Regions from separate parts of the Zea mays genome. Here region 1 is linked to region 2. Evidence: chromatin contacts called from public Hi-C data. All regions are on one chromosome and are shown on one strand. Each heading gives the region's core, a stretch centred on a gene start, on an enhancer-like site or on the middle of the called end of the contact. The rest is flanking DNA. Distances are from core to core; before and after follow the strand shown. Region 1 holds the start of LOC100501893 (SPX domain-containing membrane protein). Region 2 holds the start of LOC103627540 (lysophospholipid acyltransferase 1).

Region 1 (6,469 bases), core at 2,274-4,773, 520 kb before region 2:
TGCCAAAGCATACAATAGGTTCCCCAGAAACAACATGATGCAGCTAAATACGAGGGGTCTGAAGTACGATCTGTTCGACCAGGCACTGAAATATACCGAGGAGAAGATTTGTGCAACTGCCATTGATCCGATAATCACACCGCAAACAGTCGCTGCAGCTCCGAGGCTTACTGAATAGTCATCGGCAGTTGGAACGATGATGTATGTGTTAACCATGTACAGAAACGTGTTTACTAGGTTCAGCAGCAGTGACAGGAAATGGTAATCCTTGTCATCACCGAGATCTGAGCCGCTCTGCATATCCCCCGGAACGATAAGTGCATGCTGCCCTAGAAATTGCAGAAAGCTTGTGGAGTGTGTGAGTTTCTGTACTGAGTGATTTATTTGTTCTATGACGGGATCCTGCAAATGAGAAGAAAAGGTGAGCATGTTGACTTTAGAGTTCAGATCATATGGGAACACATTACATGGTTAACATGGTAGAAAAGGAAACTGAGACCTTCAAGATGAGTGATGGGTAATCATAGATATTTGCTAGGCTTCCTTGATGATCTTGTAGATAAGAAAGGTTGCGAGACAAAGCACCAACAACAGCCACGACTCCCTGTATTTCAAGAACTGCAATTAGAGGAAAAGAATGATCCTTTTTTCAAATAGAAAGGACGCAGTAGCATGATAATTTACCACTTGCTTGAAGATCTGCTGGAGCTGAGAATAAGGATGGTTTGCTCGAGTAGAGACGTAATAATCTGTAAACTTATAGCCAAAGCGCTTATCGAACTTCTTAAGTATCTTCCGGATACCAGTAGCGTTCGAATCAAGAAACCTAAGTAGCTTCACAAGATCATATCCAACTTCCCTGTAAGCCTGGCGTATTTGACAAATTTGGGATACATCAGACCGTTCCATAAGCACGACACGCTGTTCTCCTAAATTCTCGATCCTCCTAGCAAGATGACCTTGTTGTTGCAGAAGAAATAGCACAATCTTTTCAATCTACGAGAAAGAAGCTTATGTGAACAAGCTGTTGGTAAGATAGCACCATGCAACTGAAGATGGACATTTTGGTGTTGTTAGTTGGGAGGTGGGGGTGGGGATAAGCTCAATGGTACCTGATCATCAAGCATCCTTGAGAACTCCTTAAGAACCTGGTCACGATTTTTTCCACCAGTTTGGGTCTGCTGTACATACTGTTTTACCTTTTTCTTCATCATCTTATAATTAATATAGTACCTGTAGAAAGCAGAGACAGAGAGAGAGAGAGAGAGAGAATAATGTTATGGATAATTTTTAAGGAAAAACTTGTTAATATTGTGAAAAAATGATGTATCATAAGAAGTGGAACTGAAGAGAGCTCTAGGTATACAGAACTATCGGGTATATAAAGAGTCCTGCAATTATATTTCTCGATTTTCATTGTTATTTCAGTATAGCACAATTAACAAAGAGCCTTATATATAGCTTGATGGTTCAACCTTCAGTTTCATTTCTAACCTCAAAGGTTCAAAGTAAGAGCAGCAGTACGGACATTTTAACTAAATATCTATGTATGCATATCTCTAGTTACATAATGAGACCATAGCTTAAAGTGATTGGAAATTTTCTGAGTGCCGAAGCAACTTACTCTCGCCACTCCTCCAACTGGTCTGCCATCAATTTCTTACCGAAATTAACCATCTTGGTTTCAGCACCTGAAACTGAAAAGGATGGTTATTATGACTCTATTTTCAGTCGAGTTGTATGCACTTAGATAAAAAAAAGACCGAACAATAAATCTTAATGAAGTCCCTGCCGTAATTTAATATAGAACACATCTTAAGTGCTAAAGTGCGGATCAAAGGTCACCCTGCATGAAGGCGAAAAATACCCAAAGCCCCACATGCCACTGACTAATTGGACAAAAAGGCACTTTACAGTCGAGAACCTAAGATAACATTGAAGTTTCTGGGCAAAGCAAAGTAAAATAACAAAAAAAATTCTAGACAGATCCAAAAGAATATGGCACGTGGCAAGCAAGGTGACATAGAATCGTCTAGTGACATTGCCGAATCAAGCCACTTTAGGATGCTCCTTCGCTGTCCAGGATATACAGTAACACTAATACACAGAAACGGCTCTAGGGACTCCCAAGAGCTAAGCACCTTTATGACGACATCCTTTACGATCTTCCTGAACATGCTACCCGTGGAGAGAACTGCCCATGTAGGGTTAATTTGGAAACTAAAATCCCCTAAGGATCCCTGCATTTTCCAAGGTGAGCAATCTCAGGGATATTGTTTACATAAGGGCTAGTTTGGGAACCACATTTTTTCAAGGGATTTCAATTTTTCTAGAGGAAATTAGTTCATTTTCCTTTGGGAAAATAGAAATCCCATAGAAAAATAGAGTTCTCAAACTACCCTAAGATATTTAGTTATTTGTGGAAAGTTTTGTCTCCCTAGATATATCTCCCCTTTGTTGTAAACCAGCCCGGAAATTAGTAAAGCCCTAGTGTGTCTGGATGGAAAGTGAAAGTGCAATGCATACTCTGTTTAAAAAAAAGGACCAAAAAAGGAAAGAAAAAAAACAATTATATTTGGACTTAACATGCAGTTGGTATTGCGAAAGTGAACTATCAGGTTAAACGATCATGAAAAGACCCGCACAGCAGAGGATTGTTACTCTGAAAAAATAGGGACACACTAGCGTGAAAGTTATTTTTTATGGAAAACGAGTGAATGAAAATCACCATGTTTTTTCCTTTAGAATATATACGCAATCTTAAGAAGAAAATAATTGCATCTGAAGATGTTTGCTTCATCAGTGTACATACAAACTGGTGCAGCCTCTGATCTCAACCGGGGTGTTATGATTCCGTAACAATTTAACAAAAATGACATGCATGAGTATAGAATGTATTCATTTGGAAATGATTGATGATGTGTTTTGTTACTTCTCTCTGTTCATTCAGACATTCACCATCACTCGTTTGTTGAGATAGTGAGAGAGCGAAAAAAAAGGTAGCATGTACTGTCACCACTAATGAAACAGAAAAAAAAACATAACTAAGTTCCAAGCGCAGCAGACAAAATGGCAAAAAAAAACGAAGTTGAGAGTTGAATGTCGAAATTCCGTACATGAGGAGGGGAAGCTAAAACTTATTTCGGGTTTAAACAGGGGAATAGCAGAACAGATGGCTTACCGTGGCCACGTTTTTTTCACGTACGAGCTAGGGCGTGCGGCTCGTCAACTCCTGCGATCCTGCTAGATGACCATCAACAAAACTCGATCGCGCACGCACAGGACCGGCAAACGGAGGCAATTTGTGTGCTTCAGCTGGGTACCGTCAAATCAAAGCAGAGAGAATGCAAGCCCTATGGAGACGGACGGGCATACGGCACCAAAGCCAGGAGCAGGGGCGGAGCGATCGATCCGGCGAGACGAACGGCACGGCGATGAGGGCTTCGGGAGCTCGTGCGCTACAATGGCGCGTGGGCGAATGTTTGGCGAATGCAATGGGCTTGTGTGTGTGTGTGTGTGTCAGTATGTGCTTGGCGTTGGAGATGGGAGGGAAGGAGGCGGCGGCAAGAGGTATTTATAGCGGCGACGCGGCAGGGAGAGAGAGAGAGAGAGAGAGAGAGGACGGAGGGGAGGAGGTGTGGACGGAGGGGGAGGGGGGCCTCGCCGGGGTTGTGGCGGAGACAGGCACTCTGCCCGCGGCCGTGTTCCTGCCGGGTCGCCGATGCGGACGTGGCGGATTCGATGGGACGACGCCTTTTGGCTGCGCCCCTGTGGCCAAAAATGCCTCGCCACCCCTGGCCTCTGCTCCTGACTCCTGTTTCTTTTTTCCTTTCCCCCATCTCCTTCCCGATTGATCGGTCGAGATGGTTGGATTTCGGCACGGGTTGGATTTCGACACAAAGAAACTTCCCTATAAAATATTTTTGAAAGCTTCCGCAAACAGCTTGCAAATTGCAATAGGTTCGTTGTAATCGATAGGAAAATTGAACCCACTATACTAATGACAAATAAATGAAATAGCAAAGTAGCATCAGAGATGGTTTATCTTTGGTCGCGATATTGTATTCCTTGAGCAGGGCACAACTTTGTGTTAATGCGAATAATACTAACGAAAAGTGTGATTTGCTTCATTCAAGAGAGCATCTTCAACAACGTGACCTATAAAAATGTCTTATAATTTAAAAATAAGTAAATTTTATAGAATTTAGGGCACCAACAAAACACCGCGCTCCAACAGTAAAGCCTCAAATCTAGATTATAGGGCAGCCCACTACGGTGTAGTATATTTGAGGCACTTGAGAGGGTGCTCTATAGTTTTTTGACAAAATTTGTTGAATTGAGGCACTGTTGGAATGGTTTTTCCTGTGTGGAGCCCTATATTTTGATTTAAGGCATTAGTTTGAGGCATTGTTGGAGATGCTCTGACATATCATCAAAGAGACGAAGGATGCGATTGCTTGTGAATTTTAATGGCCCTTTTCTCTGAATCGCTATAGTTCTTTTTAAATAAATGCAGACAGAAAGTTGTCGATTTTATTTAATAAAGAAAAGGATGACATAGACTAGGTAAACTAGCGCCCCTTCAAAAGGAGGTTGCGGAGAAGAATAGGACCACTACAATGGTTAAGACAACCCTACTAACAGCAAATCAATCGCAACACAACAATAGTTGCCGGCACGATGCCACGAGGTAAATAGGAACAGAGAGGGAGTACTTTCTAGTGCAACCTCGATGTAAAAGATTAGGACTTGATAAAATTAAATTTTCTATATTTTAGTTTCTTTTCAGATGCTGATAATTAAATATATTTTACTTCAAATTACAGTTTTAGTTTGCTGTAATTTTTATATACACGATCTATATTTTCTGTTTCAAACATAAAAAAACCGTTAAACGGAACCAAAAACTCAACAAGGCATGATTTGTGTTGGCAACTCGGCATAAAGACAATTATGCAATTTATAATTATTTTCTAGTAAGGACAAAAAAAATGATATGTTATAATATAAATACAAGTCACAAAAAATAGCATTTTATTTATACTAAGCCAGTGGTACAAGTCGCCTAAAATCATCTTGACTGAATTATACAGGACGAGTGGTAAAGTTTAAACACCTGAATTACTGAATTATATAGGACAGCGGTAAAGTTTAGATAGAGACTGTCACTCTGTCAGTTACTCAGGGAATAAACCCACGAATATTCAATATACCTACCCAAAGCTTCGTCGTCTTTGCCCGGAGGCAAGAGGCCAACCGCCTCTCTTTTTCTTTTTTTCTTTTCTCAAGTCCCCGTCACTAGCTAGTAGCTCCTCATCCTCATCTAGCTAAAAGCTGGAGACGATTTTTTTACAGAGAGAGAATCTCCGAAGATGCGGTGAACATGCTCCAGTACCTTTTTTTTAGAGTGAAATCTGTATAGTACTATAGTGCATTTGCTAGGGATTCCAACCGCCATATGTAACCCATTTCTATGATCTCGATCGGCCAAATGAAGTGCAAAGTGTGAACTTCGTTTATCTTCAATACAATCATAGTCTACGGAGTCCACTTTGTATTAATGTAAAGTTTCAGAACAAAGAACATCCTTTTCGCGCACATGTTAGTTGAATCGTTCATTACAAAAGTAGTGATGCTTTGATACTAAGGCCATAAGACCATGTTTGATCCTTCTGCCTAAATGTTTGCCAGTGGCTAATTAGTAGGTAAACAATTAGCTATGGTATATTTAGTCTTGGCTAATAGGTGTTTAAAATATAGTCTGTCAGCATCTATTAGTAATGTCAAATGTTTAGTGGGCAAACAATTTGCCAATTCTCTGGCCCACAACTTGCCAGTTCGTTTGAAACCCTAGGCGCTAAGCCGGCAGATTAAATTAGTTAATTTAGAGCATCTCTAAGATACTCTTTATTTTTGACTCTCTATTTGACTCTTTATTTGTCTCTCCATAAATATTAAACTCTATATATAACATCTCATTCCAACAGACTCTCCAAAATGCAATTTAGCTTGTCTAGCGAGAGTTGCTAGCAAAATTTTTGGCTAGTGAGGGAGTTAATTTAGAGAGCCAGATAGCTTAGCAAGTTAAATGGCTACTCTGTTGGAGAGCTATTATGCTATTAAGTAGCTAAAATTTAGCTTGACAAACTATTTAGCTAGTCTTTTGGAGATACTCTTATTAGCTAGTTCGTTTGAAACCCAAAGTGCGAAAATTAACCGATCACTTAGCTAATTTTGTTCTGTCCATATTTGTCTCGGAGAAGGCAAATATTTGTCATGACTACTGTGTGCTTGTGTGCTGGACGCGACGCATCGATCTTGTTCGTTGTTTTTCTAACCATGTCTCAAACTAAAATACAATGTTTTACGCAGAAAAAACTATACAATTTGGTTAAAATAAATCATTGGACACTCTATCTCAAATATACTACACCGTAGTGAGCCTTATAATTTAGATTTAATGTTTTGC
Region 2 (6,398 bases), core at 790-3,289:
TGGCTGGCATAGGGTGGTGATTCTCTCACACTGATGCATCATGCTCCTGCATTTTTCATGGCACCTTGACCTTTTTGCAATGTTGCACTTTGTTGCACCTACCATGCACAGTCCCGTCTTACGCACAAGTTAAAATAAGATCATCTCATTGCCTATCAAGGTTGCTTGCGTGTTCACAATATCTCTAGCTATTACACCCAAATAGGCACTACAGCATTGAACTATTCAAATACACAGTGTGTTTGCTTATTCATTGGAGCGGGCTGTATTTGAGAATGAGAGAAACCCTCAGAAGATGTAGCTTTAAAATTTGATTAGAGGTTTACTCTTTAGTCTATTCATGGTTAGCCAAACAAAGTTCGTAGAAACACAACTACTACTTGCAATGAATCATAAATACAATCTCGGTATTACTATTTACTTACCATACAAACCAAAATCAATCCCACATACAGAACAAAAAACTGGACCTGGTGACTTAAGATTTGAAGAAATACTTTTAAAAAAAAGTGTAGCTGATAAGGTTCCACTTTACTTCCAGTAATCCGTGTGCATGTTCGATTGAGTAAAACAACGGATACAGAGCCATATACATGACTCCCAGCGCATAACTCACAACAACTGATAGATTAGAGAGATTCAGCCCCAAATAACAAATAACTAAGACTTGCTGCAAAGGAAACTATACAAGTTAGACATGAAAAGACAATTGTTTGGTTGGATAGCTCAAGAACGGCTTGCAGTCATATACAGTGTAAATCACACGCAACTGTAAAAGAAAAACAGAGAAAAATGAATAAAGGAGCTCCACAACTTTCTGGTAGGAGTAGGACACTAATTTCAACTCAAAGTCTCAAAACTGTCACCTTAGTGTTAACATCAATACAGTAATACCAGTGATACATATGAAACATAACAACATATGACGGGTTACTGGTCAAATGTTAACAGGACCTAGAAGTCTAATATTTGGCTGTGTATAAAACAAAACAATATATGACGGGTTACTGGTCAAATGATAGCAGGTTTAGATGCTGAATGAGCAATCGAATTTTGAATGTAGATCCATGCAGCAGTTATGAACTCCAAGTGTATGTCACTGCCAAAAAAATAACTCAGGGTCTACGGGGATATGATTGAATTGGAACATGCAATCCATACATTATGAACTTCTATTCTAAGCCACTGCCACATTTTGTAGTTAACTAGAGCACAAGGGAAAATGACTAAACTATTCGAACCTATTCATTGGGAACAATAAGAGTTTCCCTATCGTAAACTTTGCAGGCATAGAGGCAAATTGGTGTGGAGTTAATGCAAGACTACAGTTTGCCCCCTTCAAAATCTTACTTCGTGCAGGACCATAAGACTCTAGAACAAATGTCCAAAACACTCATCAAACAACTCGAGAACCACTGCTGGCGCCACCACGCTCCCTTGTTTAGTCCACAATTACTATGTTCTCATCCGAATAAAGTGCAGTCAATGTAATCTTCGTGTTCGGTTGTACTCAGATTTCAACGCACGAGTACGGGACCGCTGTTCTTAATCGCCAGAAACTAGGCCCCGGTATCAATCCGCTAGAGATTGTAGACAGAGGATGGAAGGGAGAGTTTCACCATGCGATGAGGAAGCCGAAGGCGCCGAGGAAGGTGATGAGCCCGGCGTGGCGGCGGAACAGGAGCATGGCAAGGTAACCGAGCGTCATGGGCACGACGAAGAGGAGGTTGGAGGTGGCCCCGAAGGAGAGGTAGGAGAGCGTGGCACCAGTGAGCCCCGCGTAGAGGTGGCGCCCCATGGCGCCGGGCACCGCGCGCCACAGGAGGCCCGTCGGGATGGTGGCCGCGAAACAGAGCAGGAACCGGAGCACGGGCACCGACACGCCGATCGACCCCGCCATCGCCTCCATCTCCAGCCCCATCGTCGTCGTCGCCGTCGCCGCCGCCGCCGCCGAGGGTCGAGGCGGCCAGATGCGTGCACGCGATAGAATATGGAGGAGGATTTGGTCCGCTTGCTCGCGGTCGGATGCAAGCTCCGATTCCGAGCGGCGTGTGTGTGTGGGTGTGGTATATGGATGCGGCAGCGGGCCAGGCGGCCAGCGGCAGACATGTCGAAGACAATCTTGTAGAAACCCCCTTCTGTTTTCGATTAATATTTTTTTGTAAAAGTAGGGAAAATCACTCAAATTTGCCCTCGATCAATCCTTGACTGAAGCATGGTCCAACCATGAACCAGGAGTTCAGGAGGCAACCTTGTCCTTTTCGGTGGTTACAAGTGAATTTCCGCGTATCCCAAGTCCCAAGCGTGCTTCATCACGTTTGCTCAACGAGCTTCTCGTGAATTCAAGGGGAACTCATGGTATATGCATGGGTTTATTCTAACTTTACTACTAGCACAAAAATAATAATTTGCTTGAATTATTGTTGAGCACTTGAGCTAGCGAAAAAACCAATGATGGTGCACAATACTAGCCAATAGTTTTAGACTTTTAGTGTACACGAAAAACAAGCGGTCATAATAGTTCGTTACTTTTGAATTTTGGATTTGTCCCACTATGTCCACACGATCCGTACAGTTCAACGGTTATGCGGTAATACAAGTTACGCATTGTTTGGATACGCTATGGCTAATAGTTAGCCACAAAATTTAGTTAAAATACATAAACAACTCAGCTAATAATTTAGCTTTATGTACTTTTAGCTTAGAACATCCAAACATCTCAGCTAATAGTTCAGTTATCAAGATAGAATGTCATGTTTTACCACGACCCCATAGCTCCTTCCTTACGAAGCTATCGATAGCTGACCCTCACTTTAGCCTATAAAAAAAGGAGGTTGACCGCTTATAAAAAGAGGGAGGTTGACCAAGAGACATACAAAGACACGTATAGACGAACGACCACACCAGAAGACCCTGAAAGGACCATGGAGGCCGAATCCAAGAAGCGAACCACCACGATGTCCAAAGCTCAGTAGAAAGCACCAGATTCGTAGTCCTTAGGTAGTTAGGTCTAACCACGTATAACAAACTTGTGAGCTCCTCCCCCTCTCGATCGTCTGTAACCTTTACTATAAGTATTGAGCAATAAAGGTGTCGTAGATAGAGTCACCGAAGACTGGATATAGGGACATTCTACCCAACCCAGTATAAATCTCATACCCACTGGACATACCATCCGGACCACGAACGCGCACAAACAGGAGGTGTTTGATTTATAGAGACTAATTGTTAGTCTCACCATTTTATTTATTTAGTACCTAAATTAATAAATACGGAAATTAAAACTTTATTTTAGTTTTCGCATTTAGCAATTTAGGACTGAAATGGAATAAAATAGAGTGACTAAAAATTATTCACTAGAAACCAAACACTCTCTTACTGCCGTAGCTGGTTCGAAACACCGACAATTATTGTACCAGTTAAAAATCAGGTGAGGTGATTTTCTATATTTATCTGCTTATGTATAGTTGTTGTGATTTCTCTATAACTGAAGCGTCTTGTACGTTTTCTTGGTTTTCTTTTTGAAAATTAGGAGCCTGCGTGGGTGAAAAGCAAATCGTGTGCGATATGTACGTTTATCGAAGATTCGAAGGTGCTGCCGGACGGCCCTCACGATGTCTAAATCCTACTAGCTCCGTCCCCGGCCCTATGGCTATGCGGTCCGAAGACAGGGTAACGTGACGTGCGCTCATCTGCCAATTCGTTTGAGGTTTATACAGCACATCACGATCAGGAACAGTGGCAGCGACATGCCTGCTTAGTTTCTATCTTTATATAGTTCGGGACATCAAGATGGATAAAATGAAACGTGTAGAAACCGGAGCACGGTTCATCGGGAACATCGACACAATTCGGTAGGCCGTGGATCGCTGTCACGACCGTTGTAACCCGCAGCTGCCAAATGCTATCCTTAACTCCAAACGAAGTGTAGAGTAACGCGACGATTAGCTAGCAGTTGGCAGTTGCTTTCAACACCCGAAAACCGGGATGGCTTCGGACGATCGGCTCCGTCGGAGAAGAAAATCCGCGAATTTTGCGAGATTCAGAGGGGCGTTTCTAGAATCTCGCGTGAACAGTGGAGCCGTCACTTGTCAAGTTTTGTCCCTCGCGATCGGATCCGGCGGCAGTCGGCAGAGCGATTGATGAATGCCGGACCGGCCGCCTGGAGCCTGCCTACCTGCAAGGCTGCAACTGCAGCAGCTTCGACTCGCGGCGGTCGGGGCCGCGCCTGAATTAACTGCGCCGCGCCCGTGCGCACAGCGAGGGCCGGCGGAGCGCAGCTGCGCAGCGCACGCGGCGGTGACCACGCTGGGATGCCGCGGCGAGGCCTGGTCCACGGAGCATGATTAGCAGGGCGCGATCCAATCCTGGCAATCCAACAACTTTGGAGGCGGGGCCGAGGAAGCTAGGAGCGCCAAACAGACGTGCGCTGAGTTTTCACAGCGGGCAAGGGAAACGAGGAAAGCCAGGAGCAGCAGATGCGCCACGGCCGCCGGTTGGCCAGTTCCGTGCGCTGGTACAGTATGTCGACCGGCGCAACAGAGGGACCACAACCATGTGGCCATGTACGTACACGAGTGCACTTGTCTAGAAAAAAAAAACATGCGTGGATTGGGATCGTCTTCGCCCTCCGAAGGTAGGAGGAGCACGCAGTCTGCAGTCAGCTGCTCTCCATCGTTAAAGGAATCGAACGGCTGTCACTGGCAGCAAATTGCCACTGCTTTGATGCTGGAACAGAATAAACCAAGTGCATACATGTTGACTCCGAATTTGAAGCCAAACACTATGAGTATAGCTCCTGACGATGCTTATGCATCTCTCTGTGTCACACTAGACGGTCCACGTGCAGGTCCGGACGGTCCGTGATGGCACAGAGCCGCTTCTGACGTTATAGAACCTTATATCTCGCCTCCCATGAGGGACCCTGTCGGGGAGAAGAGTTTCAATGGGTGCTCCGAGGTCGGCAGACCACTCGAGATGTCCGCAAACGGTGTAGAGTCGCATAGGAACGAAAAAATGGGTCGAGGAAAACTAATATTAAGGCTATGTCGGCGTTTCAGACCCCAGGGGACCCTCAACCGGGCCGACCAGTGAATTTTATCGCTGTGTGCCCCTGCCCAGATGGGTTGGCGCAAGATGGAACACAAGAGGGAAATGCGGCTCGTGTTATCTCGCACCAGGTGGTGCTCGTAGTAGGGGTTACAAGCGTTCGTGGGAGAGAGAGTGAGTGAGCGTGTTCGTTTGGCTCGTTCCTCCCCCCGCGCGACCCTTTTGCATGAAGGTCCTGTACCTCCCTTTTATAGATGCAAGGAGAGGGTCCAGGTGTACAATGAGGGGTGTAGCTTATGCGCTAACGTGTCTGGCAGAGAAGTGCCTGAGCCCTGTGTACATGCCAACGTGGCTGTCGGAGAGGTGCTAGAGCCCTGCGTACGCGATAACGTGGCCGTCGAAGAAGTGCCTGAGCCCTGTAGAAGCACAGCTGGCGGTGCTGCTGGGATCCTGCTGACGTCTCCTTGCTTCCGTAGAGAGCTGAGAACCACCATCGTCATGGACGCACGCGGGGAGCCATCATTACCTGTTACCGGGTCGAGCCAGATGGGACGCCGGTCTTGTTCCCTCGTAGCCTGAGCTAGCTAGGGGTAGGGTAATGATGTATCCTCTGTGGCGCGGTCGGTCCGAGCCCAAGGTCGGGCGAGGCGGAGACTTCTCCTGAGGCCGAGGCCGGGGTCGGGCGAGGATGTGATTCCTCCCGAGGCCGAGGCTAAGGCCGAGTCTTGGGGTCGGGCGAGGCGGAGACCTCCTCCCGAGGCCGAGGCCTAAGGTCGAGCGAGGCGGAGCTTCCTGTTGCGCCCGAGGCTGAACTTGCTGTTGTCAGCCTTGCCCGGGTGGCTGGCACAGCAGTCAGAGCGGGGTGAGCGGCGCTGTTTTCCTATCAGATCGGTCAGTGAAAGGGCGAAGTGAATGTGGTCACTTCGACCTTGCCGACTGAGGCGCACGTGTCAGGATAAGGCGTCAGGCGATCCTCGCATTGAATGCGCCTGCGAGGCGATTTGGCCAAGGTTGCTTCTCGACGAAGTCTGCCCGAGCTGGGCCTCGGGCGAGCCGAGGGTGCGCCCACTGCTTGAGGAGGCCCTCGGGTGAGGCGTGAATTCGTCCGGTACTGCTGTTCCCGCCCGAGGCCGGGCTCGGGCGAGGCGAGATTGTGTCCCTTGGTAGACGAGGCCTTGACCTGAACCGTGCCCACCAGTCTTTGCAGTTTGTGCTGAGGGTGCTTACCAGCCGTGTTTAGGAGTGTTGGGGGTACCCCTAATTACGGTACCCGACAGTAGCCCCCGAGCCTCGAAGGGAGTGTTGGTACTCGCTTGGAGGCTTTGCCGCATTTCTCTGTGAGGGGACCG

What was found. A called contact is a pair of places that touch in the nucleus more often than the background predicts.
Region 1: a contact with region 2 is called in a Hi-C map of endosperm, with 2.0 times the contacts expected there. The contact joins the promoter of LOC100501893 here to the promoter of LOC103627540 in region 2. A contact is called at or near these places in 6 of 25 Hi-C or Micro-C datasets (bundle sheath, ear, endosperm and 3 more).

The regions. Positions count from the first base shown.
Region 1 is chr5:203,930,734-203,937,202 of Zm-B73-REFERENCE-NAM-5.0, reverse strand. It overlaps LOC100501893 (SPX domain-containing membrane protein), which reads right to left and starts at 3,523. Exons shown (of 11, transcript NM_001196532.1): 1 at 3,182-3,523; 2 at 1,625-1,697; 3 at 1,113-1,233; 4 at 685-996; 5 at 500-604; 6 at 1-402. The coding sequence starts at 1,677.
Region 2 is chr5:203,411,910-203,418,307 of Zm-B73-REFERENCE-NAM-5.0, reverse strand. LOC103627540 (lysophospholipid acyltransferase 1) reads right to left here and starts at 2,039. Exons shown (of 8, transcript NM_001320891.1): 1 at 1,620-2,039. The coding sequence starts at 1,921.